2 separate regions of the Gossypium hirsutum genome follow, and region 2 is linked to region 1. The links are chromatin contacts, called in public Hi-C maps. All regions are on one chromosome and are shown on one strand. The core of a region is the stretch at or near the end of the contact, and the rest is flanking DNA. Distances in the headings are between cores, read along the strand shown.

Region 1 (6,993 bases), core at 1,461-3,960:
GCGAACATTCGATCCGAATTTACTAATTACAAAATCAATGCTTCCAACAAGGTTTGAATACAAAAGTCATGTTTTAATTATCAATATTTACCTTAAACATTGGTTATACTTTACACAAATTAGTAAATTTCTTATAAAATATACTAAATTATATTTTTAAAATTAAATATAAAAAAATTATTAGAAAAAATCTAATCATTTAACATATTATTCTCTAAATTAAATTTAGTTTATCTTGAATTATATCCTTTTGCATAATAAAACCTAACTAAACAATGAAATAGAATCATAAAAATCCCTATATTTGTGTTTATCACATTTATTATTTGACCAATTAAATTAATTTAAACAAAAAATTAACTAATACGTATCTAATTAAAATAAATATTATAATTAATATGAATTTAATTTATAGTGTGAGATATAATTATAGTTAGTAAATATCATATTAAAAAAATGATATACATACACATTTAACTTCATCTAATATATCAATTGCTATATATAAGTAAATTATGAATGTATAATAATTATTACACAATTATGATAAGCAAAAAAATTAAATAGTCATATTCATAAGTAAATTGCCTCTAGTGTTTTTCTCTTTTAAAACTTTTTGAATCTCCATAGACAGATCATCAAACATGGGCAAAACTTCATCATTTGAGAGAGCCATTTTTGTTAATGCGTGTGCAATCTTGTTGGTCTCTCTAGGAACATATCTCAAGCATCACTTCTCTTCATTTAATAGAATCTGTTGAATCTGTCTAACCAGAGTAGAATTTGATCGTTCAAGTTTGCTATCACTAATAGTAACAACGACCTCGAGGTTATCAAATTGGATGATGATCTCATTGTATCCTTGTTTTTGAATCAGAAGTAGACCATCCAATATGCCCCAAAGCTCTGCAACAAAGACTGAGCACTTCCCCAAGAATTGATTGTATCCCACGATCCAATTTCCCTTCCCGCAATACTCCATTTGCAGCAAAAAAACCTAGAAACTGATTGAACAACACCGTTAGTATTGAGGAAGACACACATACCCGAGTTCGAATGTTTAAGAGTCTGTTGTAGTCCCATCACCAAAGCATTTATTGATGATATGCAACCTAGTCTTTAAACATGTAACTGATTTTATGCTAAATTGTAGTATAAACAATTAACATTATCTAATTTCAATTGAGTTAAGGCTTAATTAACATAATTTGAAGAAATTTATAAAATGATTTTGTTAATATATTGATAAAAAAAAACAAGATAGACAGTTACATAAAAATTCAAACTAATAATTAAAAGATAAGATAAAGATAATAACAATGTATTTGAATGTTTCTGTTATAGTTCGGATTTATGGATCGATTCACTGAACGATTTATCGAAAAATCTACTACGAGTGACGGTTTTTTTTTCATTTTACGATTCTTGTTGTGAGAATAATCTATAATAAATGAGTGAAACTCGTCAAACGAAATCTCTTACCTTAGACTTAATGAGAGTGAGTTTGAAATTAAATTCCAATCAACCTCTTAATAGATTGAATACAAATCATGTATAGTTAACAAGAACATGTCTTCTTATGCATCTTGTAGTTTTCGTGGTAATCTACTTGAGTGGATTGACCACATTGTTTGAGAATGCATGGTTGCAAAGGAGAATTGGATTTCTTCTCGTCAAGCTTCTATGGTTGGTTTCTGAATAATCGTAAGTCTAACAGGTTGTTGAACTCAAAGTTGCCATCAGGGTTCTAATTTTTTTTTTTGGTAATAAGGTATTCAGTGTTGATAGTAGTGATAAATCCTCTCATTTCATATGCTCTCTGAAAAGTTGAACAGTTGATCATGAATTGTGATTTATTCTTATAAATGGTTCTATTCTATTTGCTTCTTTATTATGGGGCCTGTGAAAGTATAGAAATAATAAGATTTTACGTGGCTTCGGTATGATAGCATCACACGTGACTATTCATATTTAAAATTTTGCACTTGATATTTGTAAGGCCTTTTATAGTGCGATTAACCAACTAGCCAGAGGGCCAAGGTTGGTCAGTTGGTCTAAGTCAAACAGTAGAACTTAGGGATGTGAATTTGGATTGCGGATTTGATATTTGACTACAATTTTGTGGATTCAGATAATATTTGAATATTTTGGATGCAAAAATTACTATTAGTTTCGAATTTGGAGCAGATGCATATAGACTCACTTGTAAATTTATTATCAGAATCCACATTCCTACACTTGCATATTTAAATTCAGATATCCACAAATATTTGATCGGAATCTACTAGTTACAAAATCAATGCTTCTAACAAAGTTTGAACACAAAAGTCATGTTTTAACTATCAATATTTACCTTAAACATTGGTTATACTTACACAAATTAATAAATGTAATGTAAAAATATAATAAATTATATTTTTTAAAATTAAATATAAAAATATATTATAAGAAATCTCTACTTTAATATATTATTCACTAAAATCAAATTTAGTTTATCTTGGATTATATTCTTTTGCATCAGTAAATCTAACCAAATAATGAGATGAAATCATAAAAATCGTTATTTTTACCCAATAACTTGTATCTCTTTGTGAATATTATTGTTATTCTCTAAAATTCATATATAGCACTGGCGTTGTTTATCTAGTCCTCAGTGTAGGTCTGATCTTTGGGTTAAGTATTGGGCTAAGCTTACTATTTTGGTTGCCCCAAACCCAATTGTCTTAAATCTTATTTGGACCTTTGTGACATGAATGATATATATAACTGAAATATGAAATACGTAACTGAAAGGCATGAACCTTAAACATTCTTATGCATTTAATGTCTACATTAAAATTGCAGCTACTATGGTAATAAATTTGGTATCAAATCTGGAATTTAAACACCTGTCTTCTCCTTTCCTTTTTAGGTCAAAATTAATATGTGTCCAGCGAGGACAAGTGATGCATCCCTTCTTCTCTACAAGACTCTAATATCCATATATAATCGCACACACTATTGGCGTAACATGCAATCAAATACATAGAACATAAGACTTCAATTCTCCATGTCTAGAAAGAAAATGAAGCTTGCTTACATTACCAATGACTCAAAAAGGAAAACTACCTACAAGAAAAGTACCAAGGGTTTGGTGAAGAAGGTGCATGAACTCACTACCCTTTGTGGGATTGAGACTTGTGCTATTATCCACTCTCCTGATTTCGACTCTCAACCAGAGGTATGGCTGTCCCACGCAGGTGCTCGACGATTGCTTTCTGAGTTCAAGAAGCTGCCCCGGTCGAAATAAAACAATAAGATGGTTAACCAAGAGAGATTCCTCGAGCAAAGCATAGCCAAAGCTACTCGACAGCTTAGGAAACTGCGCAAGGAGAATCGCCAAACGGAGTTGAAAAAAGTCATGTTCCAAAGCTTGAGTGGAAAAGTGATATTTCAGAGTTTGAATGCGATGGATTTGAATGAGGTGGGTCTGTTTGTTAAGCAAAACTTGAAGGATATTAATGATAGAGTTCGTGTGCTTACTAAAGCGTCTCGTTTCTAAGGATGTTATTGGCAGTGTTCTCTAGATCTAGTGCCTTCTTTGTATTGGGATATATAGGTGTATCAACTTCAATTTTTGCTTGTGTTATGTCGACCAAATATTGAAGTTGTTTACCCCTTGAATTTAATATGGTTCAATAAATTATTTTATGTGGCTATCGTCTTTGTAATAATCGAAATATATCATTCCCCCATTTCAAATTTCTATGGAGTCATTATTTATGAAGGCTTATTTGCAAAAAAAAAAAAAACATTTTTTTAAACTAGAAAGTAAAAAAAAAAAAAAACTAATGTTTGTTTTATGAGTTTAGATTCATACTGAACTATTTGGTTTTTCAATACAAATATACCCATACTTCCTTTCCACCCAGAGTTTAAATAAGCTTAAAGAAATGTTCTCTTAGTTGTTATAATAATAACAATTTCAATTGAATTAAGGTTTAATCAACGTAATTGAAGAAATTTATAAAATAATTTTGTTAATGTATTGATAAAAAACAAGATTTTTTTCTTTCCTTATGACGGAAGATTGTGGTGGCTCTTGCTCGTCGGAAGTAGATCAGAATACCAAAAAAGTACGTTTTAAAGAAACCAAAAGGGAGGAAAGTATCGATATGGTCGTTGAGCTATCCCCTGAACCAACACTTTCTTGGAAGGGCAAACTTTTGGGCAAGGGATCTCTTGAGCGTAACAATGTTTGATGTAGTTGTAAACTAAATAAAAATCAGACTAAGGCAAGTGCACCTATCAATTAATAGTATAGCTACGGTGAGAAAAGATATTGTTCCCACACGAGGACTAAAAGTACTAGTAAATACTGACTTTCTATGAATTGACTCACAAATTAGAGAGTTTGATTAAAACTAAAATTAACTTAATTAATTAACTAAAGAACACAACAAAGAATGAATCAGGAAAATAAATGATTACCAACTAGGAAGCGAAACAATACCTAGGAAAGAGTCCACCTAGATTTCATTTGTCATTATCAATCTGAATTAAACAATTTCTTCACTTAGTACCTTGATCCAAAGAAATCCCTAAATTATGCTAATATCTCTTTCATGAGTAAGATCAGCTGACTCTAGGTTGATTAATTGAAATTTCTTTCTAATTAAAACCCCTATTATCACATTAACTCGATATATGGATCCCCTCACTAGATTTGACTCTAATCCAATAGATTTATGTCGTCCTATATCTAGGATTGCATTGAACTCCACTTAATTATGCTAGATCTACTATCAAGTAGAGACTTTTCCTCCTCTGATTTAAGCACATCAAACATGGATTAATAGTCCAAAAATATTAAACCAAGAATTAAACACACATAACTGAGAACAAGATTCAATCATTTATTGCGTAAAACAGAAATCAAAAGACAGAAATCATCATAGGGTTCATCTCCCCTAGGTATTTAGAAAGTTAGGTCATGCTCGCAAATGAAAACATCCCAAAGATTGTATAACCACAAGAAATAAAAAAAATCATAATAAGCTTTAAAGAAAGCAAAAGGAGATCGTCAATCTTGATGGAAATCTGCTTCAGAGTTGGCTTCAATGGTGTTTTTCGAGTTGTTTTCTTGAGTATTCTATGATAGCTCCCTCGTCTCTTCTCGTATTTGGTATATATAGATCTTATGATGCCAAAAAACCTAAAAATAGCGTTTTCTCGCGTGTTTGGAGCGTAGATCATGATTTCCAAATGGTCTGGCACATGGTCGTGTGCCTCACATGACCTTCTGGCTAGCCCCTGTAGCTTATGTACCTTGCTCTGATTTTTTGGTTTTCACTCATTTTCGCTTATTTTTCTCCCAAATGCTCTCCTAAGTATAGAAACATGAATTTAAAGGATTAGGAGCATAAAATTCACCATTTTAAATAGAATAATCATCCAAAAACACATTAAGAACTAGGCTAAAACATATTACTTTTGGATGATCTAAAGACCACTATTCATGATATGTCTACCCCTTGGATGAGAATCGGAGACTTTAATACTATTCTTTCCCTTAGTGAAAAGAAAGGTGGGCGACATCCTGGGAAGAGGTGTTCTTTTTTGGGGGATTTTATGGATTGGGATGGAAATCAGAGACTTTTATGGATTTGAATGATTTGGGTTTTCGTGGTCCCTCTTTCACTTAGCTTAGAGGTGGGATCCACGAACGTCTCGATAGGGCTATTGGTAATAATGTGTGGCTTACTGCATTTCCTCATAATTTGATGACTTATCTCCCGCGAATCAAGTCTGACCATAGGCCTCTACTCCTTATTCTAAGACTTGAGGCCAACTTACCCAAAGGTAGACCCGTTCAGATTTGTAGTTCTATGGGTTGACCCAAATTTTTTGGAGTTCGTTAAGGACAATTAGAGCTTTAATGGAAACATGGTTGTTTCCCTTAATCAATTTACCTTCAATATTAATCATTGGAACAAATCAGTATAAGGTCATATTTGAAATTGTTAAGGACATCTAGTAGAAAAATTATGTTATATTCAAAGGTAGATGGAATGATCAGATTCTGAATTGTTGAGACAATTAGAAATGGAGCTTCGTGAAGACTTGGAGAATATATTTCGGTCCTTGGATGGCCATAAAGATCGATCTCAAGAAGGCATATGATTGGGTTCATGGGATTTCATTGATGATTCACTCTATGCTGCAGGTATATAACATCCAAAGTTGTTAATAGGTATATAACTTCCTCTTCTTTAGCATTTACAGGGAATTGGATCCAGATGTGAACAGATGGATCCATCAAATTAGATTCAAGCTTTGCAACTGTAGTAGGAGTTATGCGAGATTGGAATGGGAAATGAATCGTAGGATTTAATCGATATTTAGGAACATGTTCAATCTTGGTAGCTGAGTTGTGGGCCATTTTTGATGGATTGACCCTTATCTTAGAACGGGGCCATGATAGAGTGTTGATTAATACAGACAGTATTGAGACAGTTCTAGTTATTCAGGATCAATACTCAAGAGATTTAAAATCTACTCTAATTAGAAGAATTCACCAGTTTTTGACAAAGGCACATTGTAACACCCCAAACCCAGCCCAAACGTTATGGCCAGATCTAGCAATGTCACATGATAGGGTGTTTGAAAAACGTGTTCTCGCATTAAAACCATTTCCATTGAATTCCTTATCTTGATATCTTATTAGTTCCAAATTTGTGTTGCTCATTTAATCGATAGTTTCAAAACATTATTCATTTGCGGAAGCTTTTAAAACAGATTAAACAATCCTGGGTCTAAGCCATTTTTCAGTATCAGTAATAGTTTGGGCCTTAGCCCATCTCAGTACAGTATCAAATATGCAGTAGGGCCTTAGCCCATCACAATATCAATAGCAGTCATGCAGTATTCAGTAACAAAGTCCTACCCAACCAGCCTCTACACACCATCTCCGTCCAACCCTACACTCCATGTGGGGATCAAATCAACCCATCC
Region 2 (6,440 bases), core at 36-2,535, 110 kb before region 1:
ATTTTTCGTATCAAAATTCTGGTATTTATTTATATTCCCTTTATAGCATAATGAAAAATAAGACACTTAAGTTGTTTAAGTTTATAAGCTTCAAAATAAAAAGTTTTGATGTATTGTTTAGACAAACTCGAGCTGCTCAAGCTAGATATCGAGTTAATTATCTTACCTTAATTTATGTGTGTATATACTAAGTTTTGCTGATAATAAATATTAACCATTCATTCAGATAATTTTCCTATACATATGTATTTGTGTATATAAAATCATGCATTTATAAAGTAATAAAACACTGTCCAATACAACCAAGCATTTGGTTTAAATGATTGATACATGATCAAAACAAAAAGAATAAGAAACAAAGAATGAGTAACAAACAGTTACATGTTAATTTTAATATTAATTATTTCAAATTATCTTTTATAGTATCATATATTATGATTTGAGTAAATTCATATAAGAATATTAATTATTAAGAATTTTATTAAATTATATACTTTAATTATAATATATTTAATAATAATTATGTTAATTTATATTTTATAGTATTATATATTATTGATTTGAGTAAATTCATATAAGAATATTGATTATTAAAAATTTTATTAAATTATATATTTTAATTATAATATATTTAATAATAATTATGTTTAAATATGATTAAATTATTTATTATTGATATTAATAATCTTATTAAAATTTAAATAACAATAACAATAATCATTTACCAAAATAAATTTATGCTAAGGGTATTCTAGTTATTTTAGTTTTTTCTATTAAGCTATTACACCTCTATTCCATTCAACCAAACACAATATTACTATTACGCCTCTATTCTATTACATTTAACCAAACAGTTGATTTGTTATTACACCTCTAATCCAATAGAGCGAACCAAACGCACTCTAAGAGTTGCTAGTAATAAGTACATACCTACACCAATGACCACTCTTGCTTTAAAGGACTAAAAACCAAGTCCGACCCAACAAATGAATGAGCATAAAATTATTATTATCTTCTTCCATCAAGCTTGGCCTGCAAGTAGGACCGATAAGAACGGTTTTTAAAAACCCCTAGATGCCGACCATTCTGTTTTTTTCCCTTATTTATAAATTGAAAATACAACCTGGAATCCAGAAATCCAGGAACAAAAAATCAAAATTTTATTCATCAGTACTATTACTAAAATTTATAGCATTGATAATAAGACAAAATAAGAATAAGGAGGAATGTTGTTGACAGCCTGTAAGCGAAACTCTGGAAGAGAATCCAGTTCCCCAAGAAGGCCGCCAAGACCTGATTTAGGTGAGCCTACTACCATTCACACATAAGATATAGCTTTTGGATGTGAATGGCTAACTAGCCACCAGGAATAAGAAATAACAGAAGCAATGTCTACTTGGTTGAACTTGAGGGTGATTTGAAAGGTAATCACCAAAATAACAGAAACCTGGACTCATTTTTGTCCTACCACCTCTTTCTCCCTAAGCTCTTGTTTCTTTCTGCTTCCATATATACAACGGGTCGGTGAAGGAGAAAAAGGCAGAAGGCGGAGAGTTTTCGTAGGGTTTCCTAGTTTTTCTACTACCTTTGTATGTAATTATGATGTGTGAATAATTAGGTTCTCTGTAATAATGGGCCTTACATAAAAAGCCTAATGAAGATCTCCAACAAGTCTCACTGAACTTCTGTAATCCCTTGTCACCAAAACCTAAAATGCACACTTACTCCTAGTATTTAGTAGAGGTGTGTTTAGTTTTGAAAAAAAACAAAAAAAAATTGAAAGGCAAAAAACTAAAATGATGGAAGTAGAAAAAATTAAGAAATGAAAAAAAATTACTTTTTATTTTCATCTATTGTTTAGTAGAGTAAAAAAATTTAAAAATAAAACATTTATAAATTTCATAATTTTGAACTAAGCTATTCATTTTTCTCATTTTCTCTCTTTTTGTTTTTTCAATTTAAAATAATTATTTTTATACATTATGATTACCTCTCATTTTTTCTCCACTTCTATTTTTTTACTTTTCTGCTCCCTCCTCCCACCACCCTAACAAGATAAACTTGAGTACAAAAAAACTCTAAATTTCGAATTTTTTTAAAAGTCAATCTGATTTGAAGATAAAAAAAGAAATTGAATTTAAAATGACCAAAATTCAAACTTGAAATAATTCGAGATTGAATAAATTAAATTAAAAGTTTAAATTTGAAAAAACACAGAGCCCAAAAATTAAATCAGTAAAAACTCAAACCCAAATTATGTATATTACCTTAACTTTATGATTATTAAATATGTATGATAAGGTATTAGATCAAATATTAAATGATGAAATTGCCAAATATAAATTAGATCTTAATAAAAATAGATGATTCTCCACTAATCCATGAAAATAGAACCGTGCCAGCCAATAGTTTTCTTTTGCATCGCATATTTCGGTTGGTGCTAGAGGTCCTTTTTTTTTCTAAAAAAAAGAATACTAAAAATGATGCAAGTAGAAAAAATGAAAAAATATTGCTCTTTATTTTCATCTTGAAAATTAAGGGAAAAAAAAGAAAAATTTATAATTTTAAACTAACTTATACATTTTTTCTCATTTTTCCAATTTGAAAAAAAATAATTTTTATAGATTAGAATGAAAAATAATTGGTTCCATTTTTTCTCCTCATTTTCTACTCCTCCCTCCCATCCCTCCACTCACTTTTCTTTTGCATCCCATAATTCGGTTAGTGCTAGTAAAAATAATCTTAAAATACTAGATAAAAAAATATTTTTTTAAAAAGAAATTAAAGAACCAAACCAATCTAAACCAGTCATTCGGTTTGGTTCGATTATCTTTTCCATTCAGTTTCAGTTATGTTTTCAAAAACATAATACGTACAGCATGGAGTTATTACAAAGCTGATGATAATAAACAAAATTTAGAGCTGCACTTCCTGAGCATAATAAACTAAAAAAAGGGATAGAATTCGGAAGGCAGGGTTACATTTTAGAAGATGAAGAGGAGAAATCTATGGGTGTCAATGTATCATTAGACCGCACAAAGCTTTTACGTCTATTTCCATGGCAAAAATACAATCTTACAGATAAAGGGAGTTGGCGAACATGATGCCTCGACGTAGGCTTTCACTTGCTGCGGCAAACTTACTCTCCAAATTGACTTCTCCAACAGCTTGAGCGGCAGCGCAGAGCTGGGTGCAATAAATACAACTTTTAACACAATTCCTTTCTAATTAGAATAAATCAAAGCAGAGGAAAGCCATATTGACATGACCATCCACCAGACATTCCTATATTAACATTCAAGCAAGAGAGGAACATTCTCATTGTAAGTTATAATTGTTTCCTAGAGACAGTGACATAACAATCCGACATATGGTTTGACACAAACACAACACGAGCCCTGGGCATGAAACATGTTTTTCGAAGCAGGTTCCACCATACAATTAATAAATTTATTCAAAGTTAGAAGACATGGCTCGATAGAAAATGCTTAAACAATAAGGGTCTTGTAAGTTATAACCCCTCCCTTTTAACCTTGCAATCTTGACTCCAGATAATGCAAAGTCAAAATTCATGCAAATAAAAATGAATGGCAACAAAATTATTATTGAAGACAAGGAAATGTTTGGTGGAATGTGCAGCAAGGGACGAGACAAGTAAATCAAGGTGGAAAGATTGGTGGATGGAGAGAAAGGAGGTGGAGATAAGATGGGTTGCAGGTGAGGTGAGGGAAGATTGGAAGAAACAGCAACTTGGCAGCTTAGTTGATGAGTTTTCAAATACGAGAACGGCTAAGTATCAATTTCAGGGTTTTCTTCTTTTGATTACCATTATATTACCTACATTTCCAATTTATATTGGTTGACACTATTATAGCATAACTGGTAGAAAAGGTTAAGCAGGTCATAAACGGGTTGCACAGGTTGACTTCTCTAAGACAATTTTGAGTCAAAATGGGCCGACAAGATTATAGTATTAACACAATTATACAAACCCTCTCCTACCAATCATGACAAAATTGCTAGACTTATAGCCATATCAGCTGAATGTTGGGAAACAGTCCTAATAGCCAAAAATGGAAAATTAAAGCAGAAAAGCATCCGTATCACAAAAATATGGGAAGGAGAAGGAGCAAAATAGTAGGATTTCTGTGATCAACTTACCTGGTTCAGAAACTCATCAAGCCTTCTAGCACTCCTAATAATGCTACCCTCAAATATATCGGTCATCTGTATTACCTCTGCAAAAGTTGCACCCTGAGGAAAACAATCAAAACATGAGTAAAACTAACAATCAATTAATAAAGAAATTGAAAAAGGAAACAACATGCCCAACCAGAGCAGGCACCTAGACATCTGAATAAAACTTACTAATGACATCTGAAAAACATGAGTAAAACTAACAATCAATTAATAAAGAAATTGAAAAAGGAAACAACATGCCCAACCAGAGCAGGCACCTAGACATCTGAACAAAAAATCTGATAAAAATACATTAGAGAAAGAGTTCATATGCAATCAGATAAATAATAGTGGAAACTGATTTCCAAATACTATAAATTTAAACTGGAACCAGATGCAAATATTGAACGGACAGCGACCTTTTCCAAGCAGAAGCACTAACCTTCGACCAACAATAAATCACATCCATCAAAAATGGTCTTACAGTTGATTCTACATACTCGTCGATGTTTACATCCAATTTGCATTCATGTTGTATCTGCAACCAGTGAGAGATGCTTCTAATTATTTTATTTGTGGTAAGAGAATAACTATATGAACAAGAGAAATTGACAGATGAAGAACCTCTGCTATTTTTCTTGCACTTTCTTGGAGTTGCTGTAATGGTTTGGCAATCTCTGTCCTCAACTGTATTTGTTCACTTGATTTATCTACTGGAATGAAACAACTTGCAAGGGCTGCTACTTGGTGATGATCAAGATCACTGAATGTACCTGACAAAAAAATTGTTAGAACTATGAACACAATAGAAAACTCAAAATACCAAGCGCAAAGATTCACCAAATCAGCTCTAAGGTTGAACTTTTGCACGCAGCAAAATGACAAGCCATGAAATCATACTGTTTTTAAACTTCAAACTCCTCTTACTGATCTGTAAGTTAATTTGAATAATTGATGATTCAACAAAGAAACGGGTGTAGTGCAAGTGTTATTTAACCTCCTATAACATGAAAAAGATCATAAATTTATATGGGTTACAGTTATTTGGGCTTACCAGTACATACTAGAAAACAGCACTCAATATGCTTAATATCAAATTTTGTCATATTTAAGTAATTTCCTCAGTAGTGTAGATTTTTTATTCACTCTTTTGAGTGAGGTTCTTTCTTACTTTTTCCATTTTAATTAGCTAAGGTGAATATCCATAGATATTTCCGCAAAGAAAAATATTCCCCCCATCCTATTCTTTTAACTGATTTGAAATATACACAACGTCCAACTGTCCAAGAATCATCATGTTGTAAATCAGCAATCAATTGCTCATAAATTCTAGTAGTAAGCAAAGATCCCGCTTTTTTCTGTTTAAATAATAGGCAAAAAAAACTAGGCACAATCCAAAAGGGAAAGATAAACAACATTAACTGCTGGAGTTAACATAGATAAGATAAATGACTGGATTTCATTAACTTTTGTTTCTAAAAAAAAAAAAAATCTAATCTAGACCTTTTTTTTTTGTATTACTAACAGAATTATAATAATTTAACTTGTATTCTGTTGTAAAAAGAATATGATGATACTAAGCCATTATAAGAATCCTTTTAATACTAACATGTATAAAATTCTAGCATCACTAGATCAACCAATCCAGCCTGGAAAGGAAAATATTAAATACCTATTGATAGGACAAGGTCATACGTACAACAAATTGGATAGGACAACAGCAGTTCAAACTCACCATTAAACATCAGTTCTGTCACAAGCAGTTCATCTCCAGTGTCTATCAAGCAGGCTGCCCGTCCCTTCAACTGAACAACACCATCAGCATCAATATGGCCTAACTTCTTCAGGACCCTTGAACGGTTCTTAAGTTCATCACGGAATTTTTGAAGCTGCAAGAGGAAAAGGAAACTTTAATTATTATACTTTCATTAATTAATATTTGCTAACAGATTATTTCTTGATTTAATTATTATACTTCCATTAATTAACTAATACTTTTCATTTCTTCTTATTTGCAATTAAAGTTTTCAAGTTTATCAATTAACCATTTACTTATTATTGATTCTTTCATGTGAAAAGATCATTTTGGTTAAATCTTATGTCTACTAAGATTTATCAATTTAGCAAAGCGTTGAAACAAATTGAAAAAAGTTAGATAAGTAGGAAGGAGTTTAGGTTTTGACATTTCTGCTTGAAGCCAAATCTAATACAAGCATCATCCAATTTTCAAGGTCATGTCACATCCACATACATAAGTGAAA

Evidence for each region. Hi-C and Micro-C count contacts between places; a contact is called where the count stands out from the background.
Region 2: a contact with region 1 is called in a Hi-C map of leaf, with 1.5 times the contacts expected there. The contact joins two enhancer-like sites. A contact is called at or near these places in 4 of 34 Hi-C or Micro-C datasets (cotyledon and leaf).

What each region holds. Positions count from the first base shown.
Region 1 is chrD13:58,660,133-58,667,125 of Gossypium_hirsutum_v2.1, reverse strand. It overlaps the pseudogene LOC107890166. Among protein-coding and RNA genes, the nearest start is that of LOC121224994, 5.4 kb to the left of the region's middle. Within about 2 kb of position 2,710, at least 2 of the 9 cell types and tissues checked have an H3K27ac peak or open chromatin away from gene starts, as enhancers often do. A contact at or near this core is called in cotyledon and leaf, where this site is marked.
Region 2 is chrD13:58,766,611-58,773,050 of Gossypium_hirsutum_v2.1, reverse strand. LOC107888367 (DExH-box ATP-dependent RNA helicase DExH10) reads right to left here. Exons shown (of 16, transcript XM_016812451.2): 12 at 5,915-6,068; 13 at 4,804-4,952; 14 at 4,622-4,717; 15 at 4,162-4,254; 16 at 2,933-3,186. The coding sequence ends at 3,076. It also overlaps the pseudogene LOC121203475. Among protein-coding and RNA genes, the nearest start is that of LOC107888367, 15 kb to the right of the region's middle. Within about 2 kb of position 1,285, at least 8 of the 9 cell types and tissues checked have an H3K27ac peak or open chromatin away from gene starts, as enhancers often do. A contact at or near this core is called in cotyledon and leaf, where this site is marked.